Regions from separate parts of the Rattus norvegicus genome. Here region 1 is linked to region 2. Evidence: chromatin contacts called from public Hi-C data. All regions are on one chromosome and are shown on one strand. Each heading gives the region's core, a stretch centred on a gene start, on an enhancer-like site or on the middle of the called end of the contact. The rest is flanking DNA. Distances are from core to core; before and after follow the strand shown.

Region 1 (4,574 bases), core at 1,655-4,154, 470 kb after region 2:
GTTGGAAGAGAAATGTAGAACAAAGGTATCCACTCCATACTGTGGGAAGTGCTAGGCGAGACCATCTGAAGATGCAGATTATAATATGCACAGCTTCCTGTGAAATAAAGGTGCACAGATGCCACAGGAACGTCACAGGTTTAAAGTTACTCTTTTACTTTTACATCATTTATTGTTTTTCATTGAAACATTCCCCCTGCTTAAAAAAATTAGTGTTGTGTTTATGAATGACCGATGTCCATTTGTTTCGTGTGCTCAGGTGGAGTTAGAGCTAGTGGCCTGAGAGGGGGCTGAGTTAATGGTGATGCCAAGAAATGACCCTTGCTCTTTCCCATGTACCAGGGCCCCCAATGCCACACCCAGCCAACCTCCCTTGTGTGCCAACACTACCCCTTAACGTGTGCCATATGGGCTCTCTTCCAACCACTGTCCATCTCCTCTCAAGAATGAGATATCAGAGACTTGTAGACCCCAGGAGTCTGAAGCCCAGCCCTCCTTTGCAGCTGGGAGGAGAGCCAGGACCCACACAAAGGTGGCAGTCAACACAAACAGATGCTCTGAAATGTATGGCACAAGGCTGTCCATGTGCTACAGCGCAAAGGCCACTTCTAGAAATCAGAAGATGGAGACAGAGGGCCGCCCCTCCCCCACAAGATGGGTAGGGTTGGGAACGCAGAACAATAAGTCTTCTCCACAAAAATATACTCCCTGCCTCCAGTGTGGCCTGTGTGTTCTGAAAACAAACCATTTGGCATTGACTGCTCAGGAAACGTAATTTCAGGGGAAGGAAACAGAAGTGATTTTACACATCACTTAGAAATCTCTACAGCCATGCCCAGCTATTAGAAAACAACATTTGCCCTTTCTAGAGCACTTCAAAGCTGGACTTCATTCCCTGACTCATTGGCTCCCATAAGCAATCCTGAAAGATAACCGGTTGTCTTGGTTTAAATTCTTTAAAGAAAAACTACAAAGGTTTGTTGAGGTTAGCACCTTGTCTTGGATAACCCAGATTGTGAGTGCTGGATCTAACCCAGTTCTACCAAAGCCAGGGTTAAAAGAAGTCCACACCAGGGTCCCCTCATGCCTGTTCTTCTGAATGTCCAAGTGGACTGAAGGGTAGCAAATGGCAGGTCTGACATGCACCATGTGGTATAGGAAAAGGTGTGGACCAGGAGAGAATGCAAAGAGAATTTAAAATGCAATGGGGATGGGGATATTGCTCAGTAGAGAGCTCGCCTAACATAGACAAAGCCCAATTCCTCATCCTGGGATAAAGATAAGTCAGCGGCCAGTGAGCGGAAGGAGGGAGGTGAATTCCTAATGTCCTGTCCTGAAAAGGGAGGGCACCTAAGGCTCTAAAAGGGGGTTCAGAGTCTCTGGAAACCATGATGCTCTCCCTGGAGAAGGCACAAATTTAGCTGTTCTCAAGACCTTAGGGCTGACCTTAGGGCTGGCTAAACCCTTAAATATGTACCTCACCCAAAACCACCTCACCTAGGTGATGGTGAAGCCACAGGAGTTGACAGAATTCTAGCAGAAATCTACAAGTGGTGTCCACAACCACCCAAGTCATCCAACTGGCTACAAGTTTTTAAAAGAGTTTCCACAAACTTTCCCATGACACCCAAAGGAAGATGTTCCTTCCCAAACTCCCTCACCCGGGGTTTCAGAGACTGGCAGAGATTGGCCAACATCTCCAAACCAGACCCCACCCCACACACACACACCTCCCACCCCATCCCCACCCCATCCGGTGACCTTGGGCATTGACTTGTGTCTCCCTGGTGGAGTTTCCCTCCCCCAGGGTACTGGTTCTTCCCAGTACCTAGCAGCCAGCTGGGCAGAACTGGAGAAGGGTATCACCCTGGAGTGGGTGGGGGGCAGTCACTGCAGCCTGCTATTGAGGAATCCAGGAGGCAAAAGATAGGCAGGGAGGGTGACCGGTCAGATAAGCAGGCCCTGAACTGTGAGAACCAGCTGGGATTCTCTTATCTAGGCAGTCCAGCATCTCCTCAAATGTGAACCTAACCTCACTGGATGCCTCCGGGGTACCACGCAGTCTAAGAAGCTCAGCCCACACCTATTTGAGGTCGCTTTGTTCCTTCCCCCTCAGTCCTATGGGCGGCTCTAACCAGAAGCCCACTGAAGACAGCAGGGAATCGGGACGGCAGTGTCGATTAGCTTGGGTACCTGGGATGACGAAATCATGGGAATTAACAGAGTGATTCCCACCATGTGTATACGACTTGACTCATCAAATTCTCAAAACAGTGGCCAAACTATCTTTATTACCCCATGTACAAAGAAACTGAAGCTGACAAGTGGTTCACTAGGACTAACTCTCCTATGAGGTAGGATTGGAGATGTCAAAAATGTACCCAGACTTCTCTGAGTCTCCAAACTTCCAAGAGCCCTGTCTAAAACTCCCCATCTCTGGCCCAACCTGCCTCTGGAAGCTGCTTGCAAGCTCGGGGTCCTTACCAGGGAGGATGAGGATGTCCACCAGGGGCTTGCAGTGGTAGAGACCAGTGGCCATGACGCAGTCGGCCCACAGCCCCTTGGAGCCCAGTTCGTCCATTTTGCGGCAGGTGGGGATGGTGTAGCTGCAGGTCACCACCCAGTCATTGGTGGACGTTGTGACGATGATGCCAATCCAACCCACGAAGCTAGTGACGAAGCCCACCACCTGCAGGCAAGTGGCTACCATGGTGGCCGCAGCGACGTCCACGCAGCTCGACCCACACGGACTGTGCCCCCTGCGCCGGCCTGGACAGAGCCTTCCCTAGGCTTGCTCTCTCCCGCCCTCGCAAGCCGCTGGCTCCGGGATACTCCGAGTGGAGAGGAGAGGCTGCGAGCGCTGCTGCGACGGCGTGCAGCGGGGACAGGTGCGCCTGGCGGGGACTGCAGCGCTGCTGGGCAGCGTGTCCCCGCCCCCTCTTTAAACTCCGTGGACCCGGCTGGCAAGCGCCAATCCGTGACAGCCCCGAGCCGAGCGGACCAATCGCGGGTCAGGCTCTGGTACAGGGTGTGGAAGAGAGCAGAGGATGAGGAGGAGCAGCAGACCTCCCCGCGGGCCGGTGACGCGTGGTCAGCGTTGGAAAGTAAACTAATCCCATCCCTAAGGAGACCTGCAGAGTGCAGGGGGTGCGTCCGGCTCCTGTTGGGCCCCTCTCTTATCTCTGTCTGTGTCTTCCTCCTCAACTTCTACCAACTTCCCTCCCTCTTCTTAGCTGTGGACACTTCCAAAGTTTCTTACGCCCCTAAGAAACTAAGAGGGTACACATTCTTCACTCCGATGCTACCACAAGAAAAGACCAGGAAGATGGCTTAGTGAGTGAGAACACTTGATGCACTTGCACGTGCGACAACTTCAATCGCCATCCCCAGCACCCAATAAGAAGCCCGCCATTGCCTAAAAGACTGTAACCCAGTGCTGTTGGACATACAGAAGGATCTCTGAGTTTACTGGCTGCCACTCTAACGCCAGGTTTAGTGTGATTCTATGGCTCAAGGAAATAAGGTGGAAGGCGATAGAGAAGGACCTGAGACATCCTCCTAGTGCACACGCGTGCACACACATACACACCACACACAAACACACATGCAAACACTCTACAAGAAACAATTAACACAATAAAGATGCTTTCCCGTGGTGCCAGCAGAGTTAGCTCTGGTCAAAACAATGGTATCAACAATTACTCACCGTTATTAATACTCACTGCTACGTACATGTGCTTTGATACTACGGCTTACTGAATTGTTCACACTTGGTAGTGGGAACAACTGTCAAAGCTACACAGAATAAACAGCCCCCAAAAGGATGAACACCTCAAGTTTACACAGCTAGGAAGGAGAATTCCTGGGCCCATCTCATTCCTGTCCCTGACCATTCCTGGGAATCCGTCCTGGTTATCACTTTCTGAATGTCCCTAAAGCACTTGGTGTTCCGCTTATGATACATTAAAAAGCCAGGCACTCTGCCCAGATCGCTGTAAATAAGTTAGCTTCTGTTCTCCACCAACCGCTAGCCCAGATTGAGTGGGAGCAGAAGCTATCGGCAAAGGCTACTTGGCACCCCCATTCTCTACTTGAAGATAGGCTCATTCTGTGCCCTTGGGCTGAGGGAGTAGCTAGCAAAACTAGCTACGAAGCTTACATTCTTGGAACTCTGTTAGAATTAATGTTCTACACGTGACGGCTCAGTCAGTCAGAGTTGAGCAATGGCCGCCCACCCATGGGTCTCTTGAATGCATGTGTGGCATATGCCACACACACACACACACACACACACAAACACACACACAAACACACACACACAAACACACACACAAACACACACACACAAACACACACACAAACACACACACACACACACACTTTTGCAAAGTCAGAATTCAGAACTTTGGCACAGAGTAGTAAAATGGCTTACTAAACTCCCAAAGTTTCTGTCTTGGAAGGTGACACCCAGGGAACACGTTCCTCCTAGATCTGTTCCTTCACCCATGTGACTCTCAGGATCTCCACTTGGAAGTGAGAAGAGTGAATTTCCCACCGTGCGTACTGTGAAGGTG
Region 2 (4,496 bases), core at 1,794-4,293:
TCCCAAATGCACTCATTTGCAAATTTTGGCATTCTTGTCTCTACTGTTTGTATCTATAATTTCTTTTCTTGCTTGCCTCCTTGCATCCTTCCTCCCTCCTTTTTCCCAACATTATTGTGTGTGTGTGTGTGTGTGTGTGTGTGTGTGAGAGAGAGAGAGAGAGAGAGAGAGAGAGAGAGAGAGAGAGAGAGAGAAATAGCTCAAATAGGCTTGCAGAACAAGCACCTTACCTGCTAGACCTTCTAATCAGTCTTCCCCCGTCCCTCTTTCCCTTCTTTGTCCTTCCTATTTCGCTGTTGCTGTTGTTTTTCTTCAGAGTTTCAATATGCTGTCAGCTCATCTCAAACTCTTGGAACCAAGGCAACCTTAATCATCCAAACTCATCAGTAACTGGAATTACTGGGATCACTCACAACACTCAGCTTCTATAATTGTCTATTACATATTACTAGCTAAATTCTTCCTCTTGTTCATCATAAAATAATTATAATTCAACTTTTATACTTTAAGTGTAAGTAATACTTTTTTGGTTTTTTTTTTAAATACTGATAAAATTTAACTATTTCTAGTTCCCTCGTACTTTGAGATACTTTTAGCTCTTAATCATACTGAAACTACTTGTTTTATGTTCTGGATATTTTCAATATATTTATGCTCTGTTGGCCTTATATTATAGGTATGGGTAGTTGATCTTTATTCATAGTATTTGTTTTCCTGTGGATTTAGTAATTTTAAAAGCTGCCAGCTAGGGGGTTGGGGATTTAGCTTAGTGGTAGAGCGCTTGCCTAGCAAGCACAAGGCCCTGGGTTCAGTCCCCAGCTCCAAAAGAAAAAAAAGAAAAGAAAAGAAAAAAGAAAAAAGAAAAGAAAAGAAAAGAAAAGAAAAAAGCTGCCAGCTCATATTTCTGGGAGCTTAGCTCAGGGACTTCTTCCTGACAAGATCAAAGGTGCTTTTCTGCAGAGAGTTCTGGTGTCAGTCCAAGCACATATTAACTGCAGTTTTAGATTTTTTTTTTTAAATTCTATCTTGGAAGTGAAAATTCAAACTTCGGATATGTATGAACATAGCTTGCTTTTGGGCCTCCAAAACATTCTTTTACTTCACTATATCTTAACCATGCATTACAAGTCATTTATAACATTATGTCTTACCCATTTTAGGTGGTGGCTATATAATATGGAGTTTTGCAATACACTTAATCTACAATAGCCTGTATTTTTTTAACTGATCCAGCTATTCATGATCTGATATCAAGTACATCCAGTGAGTTAAGTTTATAATCTATTAGAAATATATCTGTCTACCAGGCATGATGGTACACATCTTTGATCCCGGCACTTATAAAGCAGAGGCTGGAGTATCTTTGTGGGTTCAAACCCAACCCAGTCTTCATAGCTTCTATGATAGTTAGCCGTAGCTTTATAGTGAGACCCTGTCTGAGAGAGAGAGAGAGAGAGAGAGAGAGAGAGAGAGAGACTCTAATATAACTTTCAAGTAGTTGGGACTGCACATTTGCCCTTGTTCTAATTTTTCTCAGCATTTTAAAACCAAAAAACAATCAAAAGACAAGTGGTTTAAATGACAGTGGCCCCCATAAGCTCATATATTTGAGCGCCCCAACTGGGAAGGATGGAAATGGGGGCCTGTGGGAAGAGATGTGTCACTGTGTAGGCTTCGAGGATTCAGAAGCCCACACCATTCCCAGTTAGTTCTCTCTGCTCGGTGCTTGTGCATCAAGGTGGAAGTTTTCTGCTACTGCTCCAGTGCCTGCCTGTTTGCCTGCTGCCAGGCTCCCCACTCTGATGGTCAGGGACTCACCCTCTATGTAAGTCATCAACAACCTTTCTTCTATACATGCCTTTGGCCATGGTGTCTGCACAACAGCAGAATAGTCACTAAGACAGGCGTATATGCCACCATACACTCTGTAGGAAATCCAGGGCTCAGAGAGAATTATTGACATTAATTCTTGCTATCTGGTTAACACTTTTTTAATCCAGAGAAAAAAAGTCTAATAATTTTCACCCATTATGGTTTCTAATTTAGTATTTGGTGATTACCAGTTAATTAGAATCACACTGTTTTTATGTCTCCTTTATGTAAATAGATTAAGTGTTAATTGTTATGACATAGAAAGTTACCAAAGATGAGCTAAACAAAAATTTTTAGATGTCAATTAATGGCTTATTTTCAAAATACCTAATGACTCAAATATTATTTTGCTCTGCAGAACAGAGAGCCCTTTAGGAAGAAATGTCAACCTGGATCCCTGACTGAACATTTGGAATGGAAAGTTTTTGTGATTCTTATGGCAAACAGATTTTAAATTTTAATGAAATTGATTTCTTCTTAAACCTACCTCCACTGTATTAATGCCTATAACCAATCGCTTGGAGAGAACACAAACACAACTCGTACATTCTAGGGCCTTTTCCAAATGTACAACTAAAATCCATCCCATCTCCTGTCCCTAAATACTAGAGTTTCACACCCACAGAAATGTATTATTACTGAACACCAACAGGCTCACCACTTTTCTGGCCCGGCACCAATTTATAACCACTCAAAACTCAAAGGTTGTTTTTCTTTCTGTCATCAAGATACCTCCAGCCCTGTGTACTTTGTAAACATTGATAATTAGATCTCAGCAAATTGTCAAGTCAGTAAGTAGAAAGTAGAATAAATTATGCCCATCCTGTAAACCCAAAGTATACTCAACATGTTCATTTCAGAAGGACATCCTCTACCTTAAAACCTAGACAAAACATAGAACTTCTGAGGATTATAATCTCAATATAATAGAGACGATCATAAAGCAACATTGAGATTCTGCCTTCCTGAATTGTGACACATCACTCCTGCATTTCTTGAACATATTCCACTCTGGTTTGTTAGTTTGGAAAGTCCACAGCCAGAGCAGAGAATCAGTCAACCCCCGCCGCCCGCTAGATGGCGCAGGCGGAAGCCAAACGCCCAGGCATCCGCACCCCCAACGCCACGCCTCCGTTTCCTAGGTGACTTGCTGAGCGCTCCGTGGATATCCGGTTCCGAGTTGCGCAGCGCGCACGCTCTGCGTATGACGCAGCACGTTCCTATATAAAAGCGTGCGTACAGCGGAGGCCCGTCCTCTTCTCAAGGCTGCTGCTCATCATGGCGCCGGTGAGTATACGTGCGCGTGCCTTTCTAGGGGGCTACAAGGTAGCTTTTTGCTAGGTCTAGCAAGTGGGAGCGCGGCAGGAGAGAAAGCGGTGATAATAGAGTCGTCCCGGGGTTCTCTACTGGTACAATAGAGCCCCAGTTGTGCCCTGTGTGCTCTGCGGCCTGGCGGGGCTGGAGCCGGGCCCGCGACTAGTTTAGTATCGGCAGGCGAGGTCGGTCTCCGGGCCTCTTGGTTTCTCCCTGGTTTCTGATAGCCTGTGGTCGCTGACCGGAAGATAAGCAGGGTGGCCAGGGTGACGCTAGCAACTTGAAGAGCATGGTTTAAACATTTGGAAAGTCACTTTAGCCAAATACTGTTAAAGATTAGGCTGCTCAGTAAGGATTCAAAGCTAATGTCTAACGATAAACCCATCGGGATTACCTGGCCATTGCACGGCAGTGGGCAGGTTCAGCCCCGTCATTCACTCAAATGCCAGTTCCGGGTTGGTGATAATTGGAGGGTGGTGAGGACGCAGACTATTACTAGTTGGTAGCCATTTAGGTGCTTTGGACCAATTACAACAAACCATAAATGAAGCCTATTACTTTAAAAATGCTGTTTTAAGTTAAACACCAACCAGGTGGGAGCTTTGATTTGAAACTTACATTGGTTCTCTGTTCAGTTACAGTAGGAAGCAGTTCTTCAGAATCAAGCAACATTCCTCACTACATATTCTAATATATTTACATTTGATAGGCACTTACTGGCAAAATGAAGTTTCCGTGGGAATTGAAACCTTGCTTTAAACCGAGTTAATGAAGTTACCCTTTTCATGTAGTACAGGCTCCTTTAGGTATTGGTTAACTCTGTGTATAGCCCCATTATACAACGTGTGCTGCTTTGATAAATTCGGGGGTGGGTATTCAGTATCTAAGCTGAATAAATTGCTTTCATACCATCATAATTGTGTTTGTAGCAGAAAGACAAGAAGCCTAAGAAGTCAACCTGGAGGTTTCATTTGGACCTTACTCATCCAGTAGAAGATGGAATTTTTGATTCTGGAAATTTTGTAAGTATCTTACTGTAATTGTATAGATCTTGGCATTTAAATATAGTACTCGGTATTAACCTAAGCTGTGCTCCTAGGGTACCTTCCCTAGTGACTAGGGTTTTCTTCCCTAGTTTTGCATTTTTTCTGTTTGAAAACAGGAACAGTTTCTACGGGAGAAGGTTAAAGTCAATGGAAAAACTGGAAATCTTGGAAATGTTGTTCACATTGAACGCCTGAAGAATAAAATCACAGTTGTTTCTGAGAAACAGTTCTCAAAAAGGTCAGTTCTGTTTTAAGTTATGATGG

The links. A called contact is a pair of places that touch in the nucleus more often than the background predicts.
Region 1: a Hi-C map of kidney shows a contact between it and region 2, with 6 times the contacts expected there. The contact joins the promoter of Cldn11 here to the promoter of Rpl22l1 in region 2. A contact is called at or near these places in 12 of 12 Hi-C or Micro-C datasets (the A7r5 cell line, the Rat2 cell line, Schwann cells and 7 more).

What each region holds. Positions count from the first base shown.
Region 1 is chr2:114,146,635-114,151,208 of GRCr8, forward strand. It overlaps Cldn11 (claudin 11), which reads right to left and starts at 2,905. Exons shown (of 3, transcript NM_053457.3): 1 at 2,485-2,905. The coding sequence starts at 2,710.
Region 2 is chr2:113,680,153-113,684,648 of GRCr8, forward strand. It overlaps Rpl22l1 (ribosomal protein L22 like 1), which reads left to right and starts at 3,044. Exons shown (of 4, transcript NM_001108548.1): 1 at 3,044-3,159; 2 at 4,116-4,208; 3 at 4,349-4,470. The coding sequence starts at 3,151.